Regions from separate parts of the Capra hircus genome. Here region 1 is linked to region 2. The links are chromatin contacts, called in public Hi-C maps. All regions are on one chromosome and are shown on one strand. Each heading gives the region's core, a stretch centred on a gene start, on an enhancer-like site or on the middle of the called end of the contact. The rest is flanking DNA. Distances are from core to core; before and after follow the strand shown.

The links. A called contact is a pair of places that touch in the nucleus more often than the background predicts.
Region 1: a Hi-C map of blood shows a contact between it and region 2, with 5 times the contacts expected there. The contact joins two enhancer-like sites. A contact is called at or near these places in 3 of 5 Hi-C or Micro-C datasets (all in blood).

What each region holds. Positions count from the first base shown.
Region 1 is chr2:75,227,374-75,231,685 of ARS1.2, reverse strand. No RefSeq gene overlaps it. Among named protein-coding and RNA genes, the nearest start is that of TRNAT-AGU, 190 kb to the left of the region's middle. Within about 2 kb of position 2,090, at least 2 of the 5 cell types and tissues checked have an H3K27ac peak or open chromatin away from gene starts, as enhancers often do.
Region 2 is chr2:74,789,012-74,792,803 of ARS1.2, reverse strand. The region is part of intron 10 of DARS (aspartate--tRNA ligase, cytoplasmic); the gene reads left to right. Among named protein-coding and RNA genes, the nearest start is that of MCM6, 46 kb to the right of the region's middle. Within about 2 kb of position 2,208, at least 1 of the 5 cell types and tissues checked has an H3K27ac peak or open chromatin away from gene starts, as enhancers often do.

The DNA of each region.
Region 1 (4,312 bases), core at 841-3,340, 440 kb before region 2:
TGCGCTCATATGTAATTCTTTCTGGGTTTCAACATATTTTCATTGCATTATCACACTGGCATCTCATAATAATACAAAGTGGAGGTGAAGTGAGAGAGTACTCATGAACTTTTTCAGTTCTCCGAAGCAACATCAGTTGGTTTGTTCTGTATTCCCATATTGTATATCCCTTTATGATAAATATGTTCACGCTGTTGTCATTGTTTATTTACCAGGTTCTACCACTGAGCACTTCCCTAAGGCAGGGACCAGATCTATCTGGCATGCATATTAAGTTGCTTCAGTCATGTTCCACTCTTTGTGACCCCGTGGACTGTGGCCTCGGGACAGCCTCCTCTGTCCATGGGATTCTCCAGGCAAGAATAGTGGAGTGGGTTGCCATGCCCTCCTCCAGGGGATCTTTCCCACCCAGGGACTGAGCCCGAATCTCCTATGTTTCCTGCATTGGCAGGTGGGTTCTTTACCTCTAGTGCCACCTGGGATCTATCTTACCGCCTTTCTATCTCCAAAGCTTTGCACAGTACTTGACATACAATTAGTACTGAATAAATGTTCATTTGAAATATGACACTCATTTGACAATTAAGGTTATCAGTCTCCCAGGCGGGGCAAGTGTACCACACGCCATATCCACTGCCTGAAATGAGTAATGGAAGAACCTGCGTTAGCACACGGGTCCAACTAGAGGAATAAACAGTCAGTGGGAAAATATGCATTGGATACTGACTTTAGAACAAGCATCCTGATAAATGCAGAAGATTTATTAAAGAGACATGATCAAAGACCTAGATTTCCATCCAGTGATTAGAGTGGTCCTTTAACTTCTGTGGATTTCAGCTTTAACTTATTCAGGATGAGCAGTCTGGAGCATAAGCTCTATAAAGGCTCACACAGATGTATCCACATATCTGGCTTTTTCAATGGCCCATCAATATTCTTTTATTATTATTATTTTGGCCCACTGTGGGGCATGTGGGGTCTTAGTTTCCCAACCAGGGACTGCAGCTGCGTCCTCTGCATTGCAAGGCAGATTCTTAACCACTGGACCACCAGGAAAGCCCTCCCTCAGCAATATTCTTTTTGGGCAGATGCTACATGTACATTTGCACACAGATGAACAGACACAGGTGTCACCGGTGTAACAAGACAACATGTCATATCGCCAAGAGGAATCAAGGTGGAACGAGCAGTCCAGACACCTTGAGAAATGTCTAGGAGACGAGAGCTCAGGGAGCAGAAGGCTGCACACAAACCGGACTAGCGTGTGAGTCAGGAGTGACTGAGGAGGGAGGTAAATGAATCGAGAGGGAAGTCCATTGAGTGTGTATTGAGGACAGACAATAGTATCAGGAAGCAGGGAATGGCTTTTCCCACAGTAAATGCCTGTCTGTGAAAAGAAGATTTATGTTTAAAAAAAAAAAAAAAGCTGCCTCCACTTCTGTTCAATATCTCTCATCTGAACTCACTCCCATTTCATTTCTTTCTGCTTGTACACTAAGTTGCTTCAGTCGTGTCTGCGTCTTTGCGACCCTATGGACTGTAGCCCACTAGACTCGAGTGTCCGCAGGAGTCTCCAGGCAAGAATACTGGAGTGGGTCGCCATGCCCTCCTCCAGGGGATCTTCCCAACCCAGGGATCAAACCCCTGTTTCTTGCATCTCCTACATTGGCAGGCAGGTTCTTTACCACTAGCGCCACCTGCTGCTGAACCTCAAATCTAGATGAGGTTTTACCCCGCTGTACAGTCTCATACCATTCTGAACTTTTACTTTATGGCAAAAATCTCAGTTACACCCGTATGGAGGGTATTGTTTGTCTGTTGCCTTTTTTCCTACGAGATTAAGAGGTCTCTGAAAGCAAGACTTGACCTATTTGTTCATTGTTGAATCCCCCTCAAACCTAGAATATAGTTAAGTACTTATAATAAATGTGCAATTAATAAATGAAAATTAGCCAAATTTGGAAAGTGGGTCCCTGTCTAAATGGCAGGGCTGCTTTGTAGGCCCCAGTTGCTGTGGCTGAGCTTATCCCCAAGTCAAGTGAGGACATTACTGACAGGTGCAAACACAGCCTGCCCTGCAAACCTGGACCTGGACCAGCAGCTGGAGAAACACTACCAAGGAGTTTCATCAGCAGCCGGTCTCTGGCTGCTCACCACATGCCCTCCCCGTTTCCTCTCAGCCCAAACAGAAGATTACACTCCCTTCCAAACAAACTTCTGATGAGCTTCAGACCCCTCCCAGCCCTCCTCAGATGCACTAAATCAAGCATCCTGCCTCCAACCCATCCTGTAGTGAATGACATTGTCTGCACACACCCAAAACCCCCACCTGCGCAAGTGGATGCGTGCATCTCAGTCATGTCTGACTCTCTGTGGCCCCGTGGACTGTAGCCCACCAGATTCCCCAGCCCATGGAATCTTCCAGGCAAGAATACTGTAGTGGGTTGCCATTTCCTATTCAAGGGGATCTTCATGACCCAGGGATCAAAGTCATGTCTCCTGCATTGGCAGGTGGCTTCTTTACCACCGAGTCACCTGAGAAGCCCTGCACATCCCTGGAGCAATTTGTTTTTAAAAGAGCTGAAGCAACTCATTCTCAGAAAGCAGAGGTGACCTTGTGAAGGTCACACAGCTAAAAACTCATACAACGGAGCAGAAAAAAGCAAAGCTCTTTATCATCACATGAGTTACTATGCAGTGCTCACCATCAACCAGTCATTTTGCTAAAGGCTTCCTTATTTCGATCCTGTGAATCCTTACAATACCCTGTGAGATACATCTATCATCAATCCAAATTTATAGTAAGACCAGAGTCACAGATTTGTTACATCTCCAGCCCAAAGTCGTTCAGCTTGAAGTCAAAGCTCTGGATTCTGCTGTTAGTTATTCAGTCAGGTCTGACTTTGTGACCTCCTGGACTACAGCCCTCCAGGCTCCTCAGTCCATGGGATTCTCCAGTCAAGAATAATGGAGTGGGTTGCCATTCCCTTCTCCAGGGGATCTTCCTGACCCAGGGATCCAACCCCAGTCTCCCACACTGCAGGCAGATTCTTTACCATCTGAGCCACCAGTGGCTCCTAACTCAGGCTCCTAAATCCTGGATTCTAACTCAGGACCAAATCTGACCCCATGGCCTAAACTCTTTCCCCTGCATATTCGTCACACAGATACTGAGATGACATCTTCCCTAGCTTCTCACTCACTCACTCAGTTACAAACTCCTTAAGCAATGGGGCTACATTGTAGGAAAAGTGCCCCGTGATAAAAAGTGTTTGATGGGAGGATTCATGCATAGGGGTCTTTCTTCAGAAAAATTACAAATCCAGTCTCCAGTGTCCCATATCCACTCTTCCCATTTTTTCCAGACATGGCCTCTCTTTCTTGCTCTCCCATTCACATCAGAGACTGGACCTTTGATGCCTCTGCAGAGGCCTCCATTCAGGTCTTCCCTTCCTCCTTCCAATTGCTTCCCCACCACTCTTGAACTCAGTCATTTTTCCAGGAGGAGTGCCTCCAGCAAACTCAGCACCTGTAGCTAGCACATGCCTACCCTGCATATAGATCATGGTAGGTGCACAATTCAAGCACATCTTATTCACAATCTCTTTACAATCCAAGTGCATCTCACTTCAGCCAAGTCTTTACTATTAGTTCTGCAGTAAAGTCTCATTTGGTTCTCCAACACAACTATCAGATGCTGCTGCTCTTGGCCAGCATTTCTGTCATCCTGGGAGTAACAGGACTCTCACAGCCCTGGGGGCGCCCCCTACCCGGGGCTCCTGTACTCACATTTTAACTGAGAAGAAGGCCAGAGCATGGAAGCTGTAGGTATAGATGCTTTCCTCCTTGCATTGTCCTGCCCAGCCCTCTGAAACCAAGAGCTTAGAAATAGCTTCGATATATTGAGCACCTACTGTATACCTTCCTTCCTTTTTCCATTTGACCCTTAAATACACTCCATGAGTAGACAGTACTGTCCTAAATTTACAGGTGAAGAAAATGAGATCCAGAGAGATCAAGATAGCTTCCCAGAAGATATAAAGGATTTGGAAGTCAGCTTTGCCTGACCCCAGAACTTATAGTATCAGTCACCACACTAAGCTGCTTCATCCACTCTCTCTAAAAGACTTAAGATTTTGCAAAGCAAAATCCAGCTCTCCCCTTGCCAGACAATGCTGGCTAGAAGATCAATCCAGGGCACTGTGTATAGACAGCACACAGAAGAGACTGCATATGACATGCACGCAGACATTTGTGTTCTAATCTGCAATAAGACTTCTGCTCCCAGCTCTCAGGTTTCTTCCCGTATAAT
Region 2 (3,792 bases), core at 959-3,458:
ATTAGATCTTCTTGTTGGATTGATCCCTTTATCGTTATGTAGTGTCCTTCTCATTTCCATTTGCATGGAACATTTGTTTCCATCCTCTTACTTTTGGTTGGAGTGTGTCTTTAGATCTGAGATGAGTCTTTTGCGGACAACATATGTATGGACCTTGTTTGTTTTATCCATTCAGCCACTCTGTGTCATTTGGAGCATTTAGTCCATTTACATGTACTATGTTCTTATTGCCATTTTGTAAATTGCCTTCAGGTTTTTTTAATTTATTTTTTGTTTCTCTTTTTTTCTTCTTATGACTTGATGATTATCTTTAGTGTTAATATAAATTCCTTTCTCTTGGGTGTGTGTATCTATTATAGATTTTTGGCCTATGGTTACCATGAGGTTTATATATAGCAACCTATATATGTAGGTTCAGTTTGAGTGATTTCCACCACTTGGTCTTCCAGTATACTAATCTGTTCCTCTGTATCATCTAATCTCCTTAGGGGAGTATCATCTAATCTACTTATGGGAGTTCCCTTGTATGTAACCAGTTACTTTTCCCTTGCTGCTTTTAATATTCTCTGTCTTTAATTTTTGCCTAATTACAGTGTGATAAGGAAGCTACAGGGCTTCCCCAGTAGCTCAGCTGGTAAAGAATCCGCCTGCAATGCAGGAGACCCCAGTTTGATTCCTGAGTCAGAAAGATTCCCTGGAGAAGGGATAGGCTACCCACTCCAGTATTCTTGGGCTTCCCTGGTAGCTCAGACAGTAAAGAATCTGCCTCTAATGCAGGAGACCTGGATTGGGAAGATCCCCTGGAGGAGGGCATGGCAACCCACTCCAGTATTCTTGCCTGGAGAATCGCCATGGACAGGGGAGCCTGGCAGGCTACAGTCCATGGAGTTGCAAAGAGTCAGACATGACTGAGTGACCTAGCACGCACAGTGAACTTGTGGACTTCTTTGGGTTGATCTTATTTGGGACTCTTTGTACTTCCTGGGCCTGGATATCTTTTTCCTTTCCAAGGTTAAGGAAGTTTTCTGCTGTTATGTCTTTACATGCATTCTCTGCCCCTTTCTTTTCCTTCTTTGATTTGTATAATGTGAATGTTAGTGTGCTTGATGTTGTCCCAGAGGTCACTTAAATTGTCCTCTTTTTTTGTTTGTTTGTTTCATTTTTATTGGAGTATATAGTTGATTTACAATGGTGTGTTAGTTTCTCCTGTACAGTAAAGAGAATCAGCTATATGTATACATATATCCTCTCTTTTGGGGATGACCTTTAGGTCATCCCTTCCCATTTAGGTCACCATAGAGCACTGAGTAGGGTTCCTTGAACCTCTACAGTATGTTCTCATTAGTTATCTATTTTATATATAGTATCAATAGTGTATATATGTCAATCCCTATCTCCTAATTCCTCCTACACCCCTCCTCCCGCCTTGGTGTCCACACCTTTGTGCTCAGCATCTTTGTCTACATTTCAGTTGGGCAAAATTAATATCTGAACCATTTTTCTAGATTCTACATATATGCATTAATATACAATATTTGTTTTTCTGACTTCACTTTTTTTTTAACTTTTTATTTTGTATTGGGGTATAGCCAATTAACAATACTATGATAGTTTCAGGTGAACAGTGAAAGGACTCAGCCATACATATTCACATATCCATTCTTCTTCAAACTCCCCTCCCATCTAGGCTGCCACATAACATTGAGCAAAGTTGCATGTGCTATACAGTAGGTCCTTATTGGTTATCCTTTTAAATACAGCAGTGTGTATATGTCCATCCTGAACTTTCTAATTATCCCTTCCCCCAACCTTCCCCCGGCAACCATAAGCTCGTTCTCAAAGTCTCTGAGTCTGTTTTTGTTTTGTAAACTGTTCTCATTTTTAATTTTTCTTTTTATGTGTATTAGGTAGGTTAATTATGTTTCCTGATCTTGGAGAAATGGCCTTATGTAGGAGACATCCTGTAGGGCCCAGCGACACACTTGCCTCTGTTCAGCAGAGCAATATGTTCTAGGGATGCCTGCTATACATGAGCTATTGTAGGCCCTCCTGACAGGGCTAACTTCTGTGGGCATGCTGGTGGGCTTGGATGGCCCCCAGCCCAGTTGGTGGCCAAGTGCTGCCTGTGCTGAGGCTTCTGGTTACTGGTGGACAGGACAGGTCTTCCAGAACTGATGCCGACCCACTGTTTGGTGGGACCCAATCCTGGGCCCTCTGTTGGACATGGCCAAATCCTGAGGTAGCTGAGGTGTTTTGAGCAGGGGGTCTACAGCTGCTACTGGCCTGATGGTGGATGGCACTATATCCCCGTTGTGACTGACTGCTTGGCCTGGGGCTTCCCAGGACTAGTGCTAACTGGCTGGTAGGCTAGACCTGGAACTTGCTCCAATAGGCTAGAAGGAGATTTCCAAGATAGTGCTTGCCAGCAGCAGTGTCTTCATGATAGAATGAGCTCCCCAAAATGGATGCTGCTAACATCTGTCCCCAGGGGTAAATCTCAGTTGCCTCCTGCCTCTTTCGGAGGCTCTGCAAGATCAACAAATGAATCTGACCCAGGCTCCTTTCAAATTACTGCTTCTGCCCCAGGTCTCGAGATTTTACATGTTCCCTTTAAGTGGATTCACTGTTTCCTACAGGCCTTCAATTCTCCCAAGTGCCTGCCCCACTGGCCTTCAAAGTCAGACCTTCTAGAGAGTGCTTGTCTTCCTAGTGTAGGGTCCCTAGCCTAGGAAGCCCAATATGGGACTCAGTCCTCTCATTCCTTGGAGGGGATCCCTGCAGTTGTGATTATCCTCTCCTTTGTGGGTTGCCTGCCTGGGGATGTGAATATTGACTCTGCCACATCTCTGCTGCTCCTGCCTGTCTTGTTGTGGTTACTTCTTTATATCTCTGGCTGTAGAATATATTCTATGCTTGCCTTCATGTCATTCTTATCGATAGTTGCTGTGTAAATAGTTCTGATTTTGGTGTGCCCATGGGAGGAGGTAAATTCAAGGTCTTCCTATTCTGTGATCTTGGCCACTCCTCCCAACTTTTTTTTTTTTTTTACTCTTTTTTCTCTGAAGCATTTCTATACAGTTTATTTTAAGCAACTTCCATTCAGATAGTCTATAGAACAACAAATGTCTCCCTGTAAAACAAACTATCTTTTGAAACTACAGTTAAGAAATAGAGCTTTTCTCATTATTTATTTACTATATATTTTTAAAATTTATTTATTTGGCTGTACCAGGTCTTAGTTGTGGCACATGAGATCTTCCTTTTGGCATGTGAGATCTTTTGTGGTGCTAGGGGGATCTAGTTCCCTGACCAGGGTTTTAACTGGGGCCACCTGCATTGGAAGCCCATAGTCTTGAGCCACTGGACCACCAAGGAACTCCCTCATTTTTTTAACATTTTTATTTCATTTACATTTATAATTGAAGAAAGTTTATGAAACTCATTTATTTTAGGTATTGATATCTTCTCTACTTAATATTGGAAGTGGAATTTCCACTTTGGTTTTTGTAACAGAGCAAGCATGATTTGAGCAATTGGGATTAATCAAATCTCTGCTTACAAATTAGAGATTCAGACACCATTATCACTGGGCTTAATGAGTAGGCTTAAGATGGCAACTTGGAAATAAAAACCTTCTTCCTGTTTTCTATACATCATTTAGGAATTTTAGGTTTCTGCGTCAGTTGTAAATTGGGTTATTTGGTGGTTGTCTTATCCTTCTCGTGTTTATCATTAGTACTTATCTCTAACAGAAGAATAAACAAATGTATTTTAAAATATTGATATTTATAT